3 separate regions of the Zea mays genome follow, and all the other regions are linked to region 1. A link is a contact called in public Hi-C data. All regions are on one chromosome and are shown on one strand. The core of a region is the stretch at or near the end of the contact, and the rest is flanking DNA. Distances in the headings are between cores, read along the strand shown.

Region 1 (4,280 bases), core at 1,060-3,559:
TCATACTGAATCATGTCCACATTCTGAAAATACAGCAGATACTAATTCCTCAGGTAAAGAAACGTCCAGGGATAGATCATCAGCTGCTAGTTTCACAGAGGAAGCAAGCAACAGTCAGAAATCTCAGAAAGTGCAGCAGTGTGATACTGATTCAATTCAAGTTATCAATCCATCACCAGACGAGTCATATCCCCAGGCCCAAGTTGAAAAGGTCGGTCCCAAAGATGGCTTGCTTTGGGGTTCTAGAAAACAAAGAGTAATGAGAGCTAGAAGGACACTTCTGAAAGCTGGTGATAGTAGTGGGGATGGTGAGCCTACATCTACAGCATGCATACAGGGGGAGGGTTTGTCCAAAGGCTGCATGAAGAACTTCAAAACTCAAAACTTAGAATCAGTTGTTGTGAAGAAGGGTGTGAAAACTCCAAAGGTAGAATCTGATGTGATGAATAAGGATTTGAAAACCCTAAATGTAGGATCTGGTATAATGAAGAAGGGCTTGAAAGCTCCCAAAACAGAATCTGATATGATGAAGAAGGGCGTGAGAACTTCTAAAGCAGAGTCTGATGGTATGAAGAAGGGGATGAAAATACCGAAAGTAGAACCTGATGTTATGGACTGGAAAACTCCCAAAGCAGGATCTGATGTTACGAAGAAGGGCTTGAGATCTCCAAAGGCAGAATGTTGCCAGCCTGTGATTGAGAGCGTTAAACTAAAGCTGGCAGAGATTTTGAATACTATATCAACTCAAGATGACTGCAAAATGTTGCAACACCAACTTGATACCCAGGTATGATAGGTTCACCGAGTTTCATCAATTTTGTTTTTGCAGTGCCTCAGTGATGGTCTAAATTATCTCTCTCTCTCTTCTCTCTCTCTCTCTCTCTCTCTCTCTCTCTCTCTCTCTCTGTGTGTGTGTGTGTACTATAATGACTCCTTAGGTCATTTGAGAGATGGGATACTTCATGTGGGTGCTAATAATTTTAAGACTACTATTAAAACTGTTCCACTTTTTTTCCTGCTAGTTACTCAGCTAAGATTTTTGTGGGGTTTTAATGATGGTTATTTTCTCACTAGCTGGCTATAGTTGATTGTTTTACTTTTCAAGTTAATTGTTCCATCAAATCATTCTCAAGGTCTGTGAAATAGCGTGAACACTTATGGTCTGAATTTCATCTGACTCCTTACCATTCGTCTATATATACAGAGGAAAAGAGCTAGATATAAGAAGATGATTCGCCGGCATATGGACTTCCGAATGCTTCACTCTAAGATCAAGAGTGGCGCAATCTCTGGCACCAAGGAGCTTTTGAGAGATATACTTATTTTCATCAATAATGTAATAACCTTCTATCCGAAGACTACATTAGAGCACATGGCTGCGGTTGAGCTTCGTGACTTTGCATGCAAAACTGTGAAGCAGAGTGCAAGCTTGTTCTTGAAAAGCCATCGAGAGACCAGAACAGCTGGTGCCCCTGTAATAAAGAAGAATGCTCGAGCCCTGCATTTTTCAAGAACAAGCTTGCACTCTGGGGATGCAAGGGCAAGCAAGGTTTCTTCAAGGGATGCTGCTGCCAAGGAAGGGGATGGCAAGAGACCTTGCAGTGATGAGCTGGCTAATCAAAAGACTACAAAGAGAAATGAGCCAGCCAAGAAGAGGGGTGTGGGTCGGCCTCCAAAGAGTGGGCAGAGGATTGCTGGGGCACAGGAAAATAGCCCCATCAAAGGCAGGAAAAGTAGCGCTGGGGCACAGGTAGATAGCCCCAGCAAAGGCAGGAAGAGGAGTGTGGAAGCACATGATGATAGCTCCAGCAAAGGGGGCAAGAGGAGCCGGCGGTGAAGCTACCATCAGCTCAATGCCGGTGAAACTGTGTACAGCTTAACCATATATCATAGGCTGTTCCCTTCCGGTTTGTTTACCTGACAAAAAAAAGTTATTGTCCCAGTATTCAAACTGATGTAACAGGAAGGGTTAGTTGTTTCTGATGTTGTTTTGTAAGGAGTAAGGACAATTAGAAGGGAACCCTCATTTTTATATTGAGATTATCCGAGTTAGGCTATACATATCTGACCATGTAATGCTTATAGTAGTTTAAGTTGTTATACCATGTGAACTGATGCTTGAACACCGAAGTTACCTATCATCAGTCTGTCACACTGAACCAGATAAGAGCAACGTCAGGGATGGGCTGATGGCGATCCGCTCGTGGGCCGTGCGTCACCGTCTAGCACACGCGCCAGCGCAGCGCAGCGACGATGAACCAATAAACCGAGCGGAAAACCCGGTCGCGGAGGAGGCCGCGTGGGGCGCGCGCGCGAGCGAGCTGTGAGCATCGCCGTTCCTCTCGCGCTCTCGGCTGTCTCGCTCCTTCCCGCGGTCGCCTCCGCCCGTGCCCGTGCCCGTGCCCCGTCCCAACTCCCACCCAACATTTCCCAATCCCTCCGGGCTCCGGCACCGCGAGATGTTTCGTTAGCCATTCCCACGACACAATCAGCACCACCGGTGCCCTCGCTGCCAAGGCGCCCGCTCGTGTGACGAGTGGCGCTCCACCACCGCCCATTGCGCGCTCAGCTCCGAGGCCTCCCGCTCGCCGCGGCATCATCTCCGGCTCCTCCCGCCGCCGTGGTAATTCGTTTTGTTCTCCTCACTCAATCCGATTGTTCAGATATCCGTGTGCTACTGCACCTGGTATATCATGGATTGGTTCTGATCGTGCCTTGGGACTTGGGTGCTCTTACCTGTCTGTAATTGGGATTTGGGAAACGATCTCTTGGGGTTGGGGCGCCCTCGTTATCCCGAGGTGCCCCCAGACCTGTAAACTGGAGAAGGTTGGGTTCATACAGTCATACTTCATAGAGCGTAGCGTAATTCGGTCTCGGCAGGCGCGTCAGTGTTCCCGCCCCATTTGGGCCTCGGCATCGATGCGCGCGTCACATCCCTTTGCCGTCAATTTGCTTCGAGGGGGCACTGCTGCACTCCGAACAAACAAAAGCGAGATCATGCATGATGCTTGCGCCAGACGTTCATCTATCTATTCGTTCGAGATTTCGCCCCCTTGTCAACTTCCTCTCCTTTTCCGTTTCACCAGCAAAATTTGGAGAAAGCGATGCTAAAGTATTTTTCTTATCTGATGTGTGTGTGCGCGCGCGCCTGGAACCTGTTGATTTCAGGTTGTTTGACTGTGTGATCAATGTGTCCTGTGTGAGGTGTTTTGGTCCTTTTGCAAAGTTCGGCTGGGACAGGTCTCTGGAACTAAAAAAGTGTATTTTTAATATTTTTTCTTGAATATATAGGAGAGCTATGTATCTTTATATTAAGAAGAAGAAAAGTCCGTTACATGATAGTCTCCTATCCCGGACAAAATAGGAGACCGTAGACAAAACCACTAAAACTCTAAAGCTTACAAAAGACATGGTAAGACCTGACTAACAAACAGCCCAACATATTTTAAGTGCCTAACACGGATTGTGTACTAACAAATCTGACTAACACGGATGGTGTACTACCTCTTCTAGGCCTGGCCGCCTGGCTCCATCAAATACAATGGTGTTCCATGTTATATGTTAAGAAATTTCTCCTTTGTTCTGTGTGGTATGCCTGAACTTGAGCAACACGCCAAATCTTTACTTAGAACATATTTCGGGACCACCCAGAATGAAACGTGATGAGCCATTTTTTCCATTATAAAAATAATGGCATTATTCATTGTGCTGTTTTTTTATGACCTGCCATCCTGCAAGCAGGGCGTCATGAAATGAACCTGACTTGCTTGAGTTGCTTCTTGACACCATAAGAAGGCGATCCATCTGTTTCCAGTTGCACACAGAAAGCTAGTGCCTTGAAAGATAAGGTGAGTTTGCTTGTGTTCTTTTGATGATTACTTACTAGTGACATCTACATTTTCTGAACCCTTAAAGGGTTGGTTGAGTGCGAGGTCATGATACTATATTGCTACCTACTTTTGATCGTACAGAATGGTAAGGGGGGCGGTAGGTGTCCTAAGATGAAACTGCGGTTGCATCTGTTGGTCCTGTGCGTGATCATCATATTCCTGGTGTACAACATGGCTAGCTTTCAACATAAGCAGACATCGGTAACAACCAGTATCCCCTGGTTTATTGAAACAGGGTTCTGTGAACGTAAATATACCTAAAAGATTAATCTGATGTGATTATGCAACTTTACAGTCGGAAGCAAAATCCCATCCATTTGATACAGTGACGGTAGGTGAACGCATTTTTTCGTTAAAAACACCAGAAGATTTGGCTTTTCCCCCTATTAA
Region 2 (4,098 bases), core at 133-2,632, 280 kb after region 1:
GATCTTCCATTGAACATTGGTGCTACCGATGCTTTTGAGGAATATATTAGGTTTGCTCATAACCCTTGTTTGTGAGGACTACTCCATCATCATCACCGTCTGTTTCTACTGGAACTGTTTTTAACACACCTATTTCGAGCACAATTTCTGAGTTATCATCTTATCTAGATAGTGATCCTCTTACTGAGTTTGATGATTCATTTAGTGTACTTAGTTGGTGGCGTGATCATAAAAGAACCTATCCAATTTTATCAATTCTAGCTAAAGATGTCTTAACTGTGCCTGTATCCACTATTTCTTCTGAGTCAGCTTTTAGTTTATGTGGCAGGTTGATCGAGGAACGACGATGAAGTCTAACACCAGAACATGTGGAGATGTTGTCCCTGTCCAAGGATTGGGAGCAAGCAGCTGTTCGGCAGCAACACTGTGTTGAGAACAAAGATCTTGAAGAGCTAATGGAAAACATGTATCTTGATGCACAAGAAGGATCGACTTGTGTTGGTGGTGGAGATGGACATGATCACTAAAAGAGCTAGGTTGTACTCTTTTTTCCTTTAGGGTTTTGTCCCCATGTAGTTAAAATGGGGTTTTACCTAAAGGTTTTTAACGAGGCAACCAATCTAAATAGCTCTTTATAAAGTACGGTGATCTATTTTTTGATGTCTCATGTATGGCTGATTGGCTGATGCCTGATTATTGTATACTTGTATGGCACTATGGCTGATTGTATGCTTATGTTTATTGTGTACTTGTATGGCAGTGGCACTATGGCTGTTGGCTGATTGTATGCTTATGTTTATTGTGTACTTGTATGGCACTATGGCTGATTGTATGCTTATGTTTATTGTATGCTTATTGTATCTTTATAAAGCACTATGCCTGATGATTGTATACTTGTATTTGTATGGCACTATGGCTGTGTTGAGAACAAATTAGTGTATTGTATGGTTCATAGTTGTATATTGTATTCTTAGTTATCGAACCTGTGTATTACATACATATTTGCTATTTGCATGGATGTTTGACATGTGGGTATAGGGCCAGCACGACACGAAAGCCCAGCACAGCACTATGGTCCGGCACGACCCGATTAAAGCCAATAATGCCGGGCTTGGGCTACGGCGTAGGGCTAAGTGCCGGCACGGCACGGCCTGACAATTAATAGTGTCTGTGCCGTGCCTCGGCCCATCTAATTTGGTCCGGCCCATGACGGGTTCGGGCCGTGCTGGCACGGCACGGCCCATTGGCCACGTATATATTTGCCTAACTCAGCGTGTTGTGCATTTGGGCCGCTGTTTTTCCCCCCGAGTGAGCAACAGTGGGGTCTCAACATGGGCCGCCTATGTAGCTCAACACTGAAATGCGGCAGACGCGTGGGTGGTCGGAGCTGGGGCCTCAGCTTGATCCCAGGCTGCCGTTCGCGGAATCTCTCTTCCCACTAGCGACGACTGGGCGACCTCCGCCGCCACACTAAACCCTACTCCAGGTGCCCAGGTCTGCGTCGGGCCCTTGCCGGCGACGAGCACCCGCTAGGTATGTCTATCCCGTCTCTTCCCTTGGTGCTGCGCGAAACCGAGCACCCAAACCCTAACTCAAGTTATCTGGTTATTTGTGTTCGGATCTGACCTAATACTACAACATAATATATTATGCTTACTAACTTCGACTTTACTGCAAAAATTACCGTATGTACATGTGTACACTCATGTTCTTTACTGGGCTCGCCCCTGATTGGTAAGGAACCCTGACCTGCTTCGACGCAATTTGTTCTTACTAGCTCTGCTACGAGCTATCGGATCCAAATTTCCCAGAACGGTTAATAGATTTTTTGTTCATTTGAACGCCCATCCAACGCTAAGTTCGCACCTCACTGAGTAGCGATTAGCAGTTAGGACTTGATGCATCTGTGTCATTATATTATGAAATTTGTGTTGATCGCTGGTCTTGCCTGCCCATGTGTTCCCAATTGGCGATGCTATGCTAGAGAGGAAGAATGCTTAATGCTGTTTCTCATGTAGTTAGTGTTGAGTAAGTAAGCACTGAACAAAGACACTAGGTTTATCTTTCCAGTTACCACTGTGCGGTTTCCAAGATGGCTCGCCGTGGATTGATGGAACAGGACTTAAGCAAATTGGATGTGACAAAGCTTGACCCACTGTCACCTGAAGTTATCTCACGCCAAGCAACAATCAATATTGGTATGGATGCAATCTGTTTACCATGGTTGTATGGTTCTCGGATTTGATGTCAGCACACCTGATCTATTGATTTATTTTGTTTCTTTTAAGTTTTCTTATGCACAAAAACTATTTTGATCTCTAGAATAATGATCCAGCCATTCGTCACTAGCATTAAGCTCTTTGTGTGTGGCACCATGCAATCCTACATTTCATGCAGCCCTGTACCTCATGACTAATAATTCTTGAGTTTCATGTCTATGCTATTACTTATTTTCTGATACTTAAAATGTTGGACCCATCCTCTTCCTTCTGGATGCATCTGCTTAAGCTTTTTCTCCCGAACTGAAATCTCATGTGTCATGTTCACCTAATATTGCGATGAAACTTTGTTATTTGTTGTTGTCCCACATCACTACTTTTACTGGTAAGATATGTGGTTACTTTTTATATGATGATTTGTGTCTAATAGAAATGTACATGGTGCATTCTATAATGCATATAAATACAAAAAAACCTGTGATTTTATGAACAATCAGTCACTTTTGTTTGTAAAGCTTATTATGGATTTGGAAATGGCCTGTATATGTATTCAAATTATGCGAAATGAGAACTCCTGCGATAGCATAATATTTTTTTTTCTACAAATATCTCAGGTACCATTGGCCATGTGGCTCATGGAAAGTCTACTGTTGTGAAGGCTATATCCGGAGTTCAGGTGTGATTCACATATTCTAGTATAATATTTGTTTTCAAGCATTGGGTCCAAGTCATGTCTTTGGTGTCAGTTTTATGTGTCATCTTTCTGTATCTGCTTATGTGTTCACCACATTACTCCGGCATTTGATGATTATACACACATTTTAGAATTTGGTACATTAGTGAGCAAACTGCTCTGGAAGGTTCGAAATTCATTACAATACATGTACAATTTTGTTAAATATATGGCTCAGGGAACTTTCTGGGAGTTTATTTGATATTAGTATATATTACTGTGACATACAAATTGTGGTTTGTGCTTTTGTTTCTTAGCATATGTTACAATGACATAGACTGGTTAGGAACTTTTTTTTTGAGTCCCAATCATTTTTCACCATGTTTGTGCTTGGTATGTTATTTGTTTTCCACAAATATTTTGATGGCTAAGTTTTGCCTTGTAGACTGTTCGGTTCAAGAATGAGCTGGAACGTAACATTACTATAAAGCTGGGCTATGCTAATGCAAAAATCTACAAATGTGAGGATGACAGATGTCCACGACCAATGTGCTACAAGTATGCTTACCATACACTGAATGTCAGAGTTCTTTATTAACATCATCATATATTTCTATTTTGTCACTTGTTAATAATGAAGAGTCAGCATGATTGCTCTAAGCTTTGACCTCTTCTGAATTTTGTGTTCATACAATTCATTTACTGGTTTATATCTTTCAAAGACCATGCTCAAACTCTCCAATGACTAGTTGTAAAAATTGTATTAGATAGGAGTATTATTTAGCATTTGATGATCAAATGTGAAGAATTATATGCTGTGTCATGACTCATGACGCCCTTGTTCACCATCTGTTGATTATGTTTCATTTTAATTAAGGGCCTATGGAAGCGGAAAAGAAGATAGCCCTCTATGTGATGTGCCTGGATTTGAAAACACTAGAATGAAGCTCCTGAGACATGTTTCTTTTGTTGATTGCCCGGTATGATAAAATATTTACCACTTCTCTCCTAGCATTATTCTGTTGTACTAGTTTTTAAATATTCCAGGCCTAACTATACCGTGCCACTTCAAATCCTTGTTAATATGGATGCAACCGAACAAGTGACAACTTGTTTTGCATTATGTCAATTTTGATCATGGAGTTGTAGTTGCATTAAGCTTGTAATTGTTAATGACGTTATGTTACAAAATGGTTATCTTAATTT
Region 3 (3,793 bases), core at 638-3,137, 500 kb before region 1:
TAGCCCAAAACATGATGGGCTTAGGCAGACCTAGCCCAATTTCCAACACTACTCTTATGACGATGTTTGTTTTATCTTTTTTTAGCTTTTGGCCACCAACAGTTATTATAAACTGCTAAACGACCAGTATTTTAGCTCGCTTTTATGAGAATCAATTTAGTCAAAATCGTCCAAAATTAATATGCGCAAAATCGACTGAGTCCTTGTGACTATAGGAAACCGTCACTTTCTACATCCTGAACCCTATAGACACTTTTATCTTTTCCTATACATAATCACTACGATACTCAGATAATATTCCTATAGCCAGATTCTCCATAACATAAAAAACGGAAGCAAGCAGGTCCTACGTGTTCGGCGTACCGTGGCTCTTGCCTCGCTGCGATTTAGGTGCTGTTTGGTTCATATATTTATAATGTAATGTGTAACAGATAACGTTAAATCATGTTTGTTTAAATCTAGTCGTAATAGAATATTATACTAGGAATTGATATCAGGATATTCAAATTTATTACCGCTTGTGAACTATTACCGTTATCATTTACATTTTAGGAACAAGCGGCCTTGGTTAGAGCCTGATCGCCACGGCCACGCCACGGGCCCCCGGGTCGGGCTCCGTTGTTGCGTTGTAGGCTAGCCGCTAGCGTAACTACGTACGTTCTCTACATCATGATTGTGGCGTACTAGTACTGTTTATTCATCCACCAGTGCTACGTCCATTATCAGCTAGCATTCAACAACTTTATTAAATATATACTCTAGCTATCACGTCGTTATTGTTCGATGCGGGTTGCATTGCATTGAGGCTATTATATATACAACGGCGTCTGTCCTTTTCGCTAGTTTATTTTACAGCCGCATGCAGCCGTGCTAGAAGGGGCCGGGGACGGGGGCGGGATTGGGGATCGAACGTGCACGCGTGGATCGAGCACGTTTTCCTCCGTTTCCGTTTGACTTTGCCGTTGCAGGCTGGGATTGAAATTGAATACTCTAGCCAGAAGAATTGCTGATTGACGAGTGGTATTTGGAGGGCATTGTCAACAAATCCCCCCTTTTTTAATTTTCGGTATTTCGGAGATTTTATTTTGTTGACTGGACGAAGGTGATAATAATATCTCTATGCATGCACGATTCTCGCGGGACGTACGGGAGAAGGTGCAAAAGGTCGCTACCACGACCCAGACAGTTCGCCTACGAGCTGTGGGATAACAGGACTACAGGAGGAGAGAAGTGGTTGGATTTATCGGTTGCTCTCGGCGCACAACGCCGTCACGTTGATGATTTAATTAGGTTAGTGATAATGAACCTAGAAGGAAACAGTCTAGGTTTAGTGAACAGGGTGCAGACTCGGCTTAGGGGAGGGAAATAATTCAAAAGGAACCTTCTTTTCCTCAGCCATTTCATTTCGAGTTAAGAAGATGAGAAAACACCTTTCTCTCTATAAGAATAAGAACAGTGCGTTCTAAGGTGTGAAGTGGGAGAGAGAGGATGATTGAAGTTTTAAATAAGACGACCTTTGCGTTTTGGATTTGGATCTTTTTCGTATTTCAAAATAGTGAAAAGGATAAAATTACTGTACTGTCTATATCTGTAGGCTGTAGTGATGTACTACTATATTGTTTACTGAGTACAAAATTAAAAATAGAAGATAAACTGGTTACATTAGACTTAGAGGGTGTTTGTTTAGTATTATGATATGTCAAAATTTGTTGTATTATATAATGGCGGTATATTATAATCTCAAACACTTGCTAGCCTAACGAAGATATACGCAGTGATGTGGTGACAGACCTATATACTACGAGGCAGTGTACACGTAGCAGCAGCAGACGGTAGCACTACTGCCGCTGCTTTAAAAGCCTCACCTCCTCCGTCTCGTCCTCTGCCCATCGTCGTCTTATTCCTATCGCCTCCACGATTCTCACGCCCCCCCTCCCCCAACCCCCTCGCCTCACAGCGCGGCCGCCGGCTCGGTGTGGCGCTCGGCCATGTCGTCCCCGGCGACCCAGCAGGCGCCGCCGGTGCAGCCTCCCCCGCCGCCAGCCGCCGCGGCCCCCACTGCCGCGCCCGCAACGGTCTCCGCGACCCCCATCTCGGTGCAGCTGCCATCTATCCAGCCGCAGCCGCAGCCGCCGGGCCCCGCTTCCGGCCCGCAACTGCCGATGCCGGCGCAGCTCTTGAATCTGGGCACGCAGCCGCCGCTGTACCGGGGCCCGATCTGCTGGAACTCCTACTGCAAGGACCCCGACCCCAATTCCTTCGGCCGCCGCGGGTGGAAGGTCCGCTCGGGCCCGCCCTACTCCGTGTACGCCGACCTCTGCGGGAGATGCTAGTACGTGCCGCCCCTCCCTTAACCACCTTCCTCTCCCTCTCCGCTCAAAACGCGCCGTCTGCGAGCTGTCGCGCATGCTCGAATCGTGTCCAGGAAGCTCGCGCCGTCGAGGGCGGATTCGCCTATGGCGCCCACCGGATCTACGTGGAGTGATCGCCACGTCGTTGCGATTTCGCGGTATACGCGGGGGTTTTATGTAAAGTTGGTGTGGCTTGTTTGGGTGTTTTGACTTGCGTGCGACTCTTTATTCGTGAATCGTGATGCATGCATGCATGCCGCTTACTGCTGCTACCCTCGCTCTGTGCTCTGTGGCCAGTTCTCAGTTTGAACAGGGGATATACTGCGAAACGTTCCATTCCGAAGAGGGCGGCTGGAGGAACTGTGAATCCTGCGGGAGGGTACCTGCTTCTGCATGCTGATTACGCCTACTGGTGACCATTATTCGGCTTTTCTAATTGTTGGTTGATCGGCGTGTGCGTTTGTGTTCTTATTGAGCAGAGGGTACATTGTGGCTGCATCGTGTCCATCCACAAGTATCAGCTTCGTGACGCTGGTGGGGTTGACTGCGCCAAGTGTGCTCGGAGCACCCGTGCTGCCATGGTATGTCGTGAATTTTTTTCAATTGTCAGAGAATTTACTATTACTGGGGACGATGGGATGGGGGTGCTAAGTGCATGCAACATGAGCCACTTGTACCCATGGCTGCTTGCTGGCTATTAAGTTTTTGAAGGAGCGCATTTCAGTGTTCAGTATGTCACTTGCGTTTTAGACTTCAGTTATGCTATTTGTTTGACAGCATTAGTTAGGTGGATACCATGTTGCTAATATCTCTTCTACATGCTAGTACCATTAATTAACTTAGTTATGCCAAGGATGTCACACATTTATTGAGACCATGCTAATGCTATTTACTGAAGCAGACAACTATTTACTTAGAGGATGTTGATTTTTTCATATTGAAGAGATTTCCATTTATATGAACTGAATAGTGGGTGTTTAATATTCTGTTCTCCTCAAATTTTGTTCATGTTTTGATCCCTGATTAACACCTTGGCTCTTGTGCTTCGTAGGCACCACCAAGTCCGGTATGGACCAACCCTATTCATAGTTCTCAAAATGTATCTGACAGAAAAGACATTCCTGTAAAGAGTTGGAGACCTCCTGCTGGGCAAATTTCAAGTCAGTGGAGACAGACTAATCTGTGGAGCATGTCCAGTATACAGTCAGATTTGCAGCAGCGTCTAGCTTTTGAGTTTGATAGGCCTAGTGGTAGTGAAAAGTTACTTCCTGGGCGCACTTTTATTCATGCCCAGGAAAGGAAATCTGATGACATGCATGACAGACCAATAACTCCTGCGGGCATGATCCACATTATGAGGGAGAGAGATCCCAATGGGCATGGTCAGCCCACCAATATGGATCCAGCATACTCTTATACCCTCTATCACAGAGATGGATCAC

The links. A called contact is a pair of places that touch in the nucleus more often than the background predicts.
Region 2: a Hi-C map of leaf shows a contact between it and region 1, with 6 times the contacts expected there. The contact joins the promoter of LOC100383287 here to the promoter of LOC100502312 in region 1. A contact is called at or near these places in 2 of 25 Hi-C or Micro-C datasets (both in leaf).
Region 3: a Hi-C map of leaf shows a contact between it and region 1, with 2.2 times the contacts expected there. The contact joins the promoter of LOC109944078 here to the promoter of LOC100502312 in region 1.

Annotation. Positions count from the first base shown.
Region 1 is chr2:212,328,077-212,332,356 of Zm-B73-REFERENCE-NAM-5.0, forward strand. LOC100502312 (DUF707 superfamily protein) reads left to right here and starts at 2,310. Exons shown (of 16, transcript NM_001363263.1): 1 at 2,310-2,623; 2 at 3,742-3,848; 3 at 3,972-4,091; 4 at 4,186-4,221. The coding sequence starts at 4,002. It overlaps LOC100384761, which reads left to right. Exons shown (of 5, transcript NM_001177219.1): 4 at 1-787; 5 at 1,205-2,124. The coding sequence ends at 1,837.
Region 2 is chr2:212,608,517-212,612,614 of Zm-B73-REFERENCE-NAM-5.0, forward strand. It overlaps LOC100383287 (putative translation initiation factor family protein), which reads left to right and starts at 1,383. Exons shown (of 9, transcript NM_001175947.1): 1 at 1,383-1,533; 2 at 2,071-2,198; 3 at 2,834-2,895; 4 at 3,338-3,450; 5 at 3,770-3,872. The coding sequence starts at 2,093.
Region 3 is chr2:211,824,123-211,827,915 of Zm-B73-REFERENCE-NAM-5.0, forward strand. It overlaps LOC109944078 (B3 domain-containing protein Os07g0563300), which reads left to right and starts at 1,888. Exons shown (of 12, transcript XM_020548583.2): 1 at 1,888-2,332; 2 at 2,649-2,730; 3 at 2,831-2,932; 4 at 3,403-3,793. The coding sequence starts at 1,989.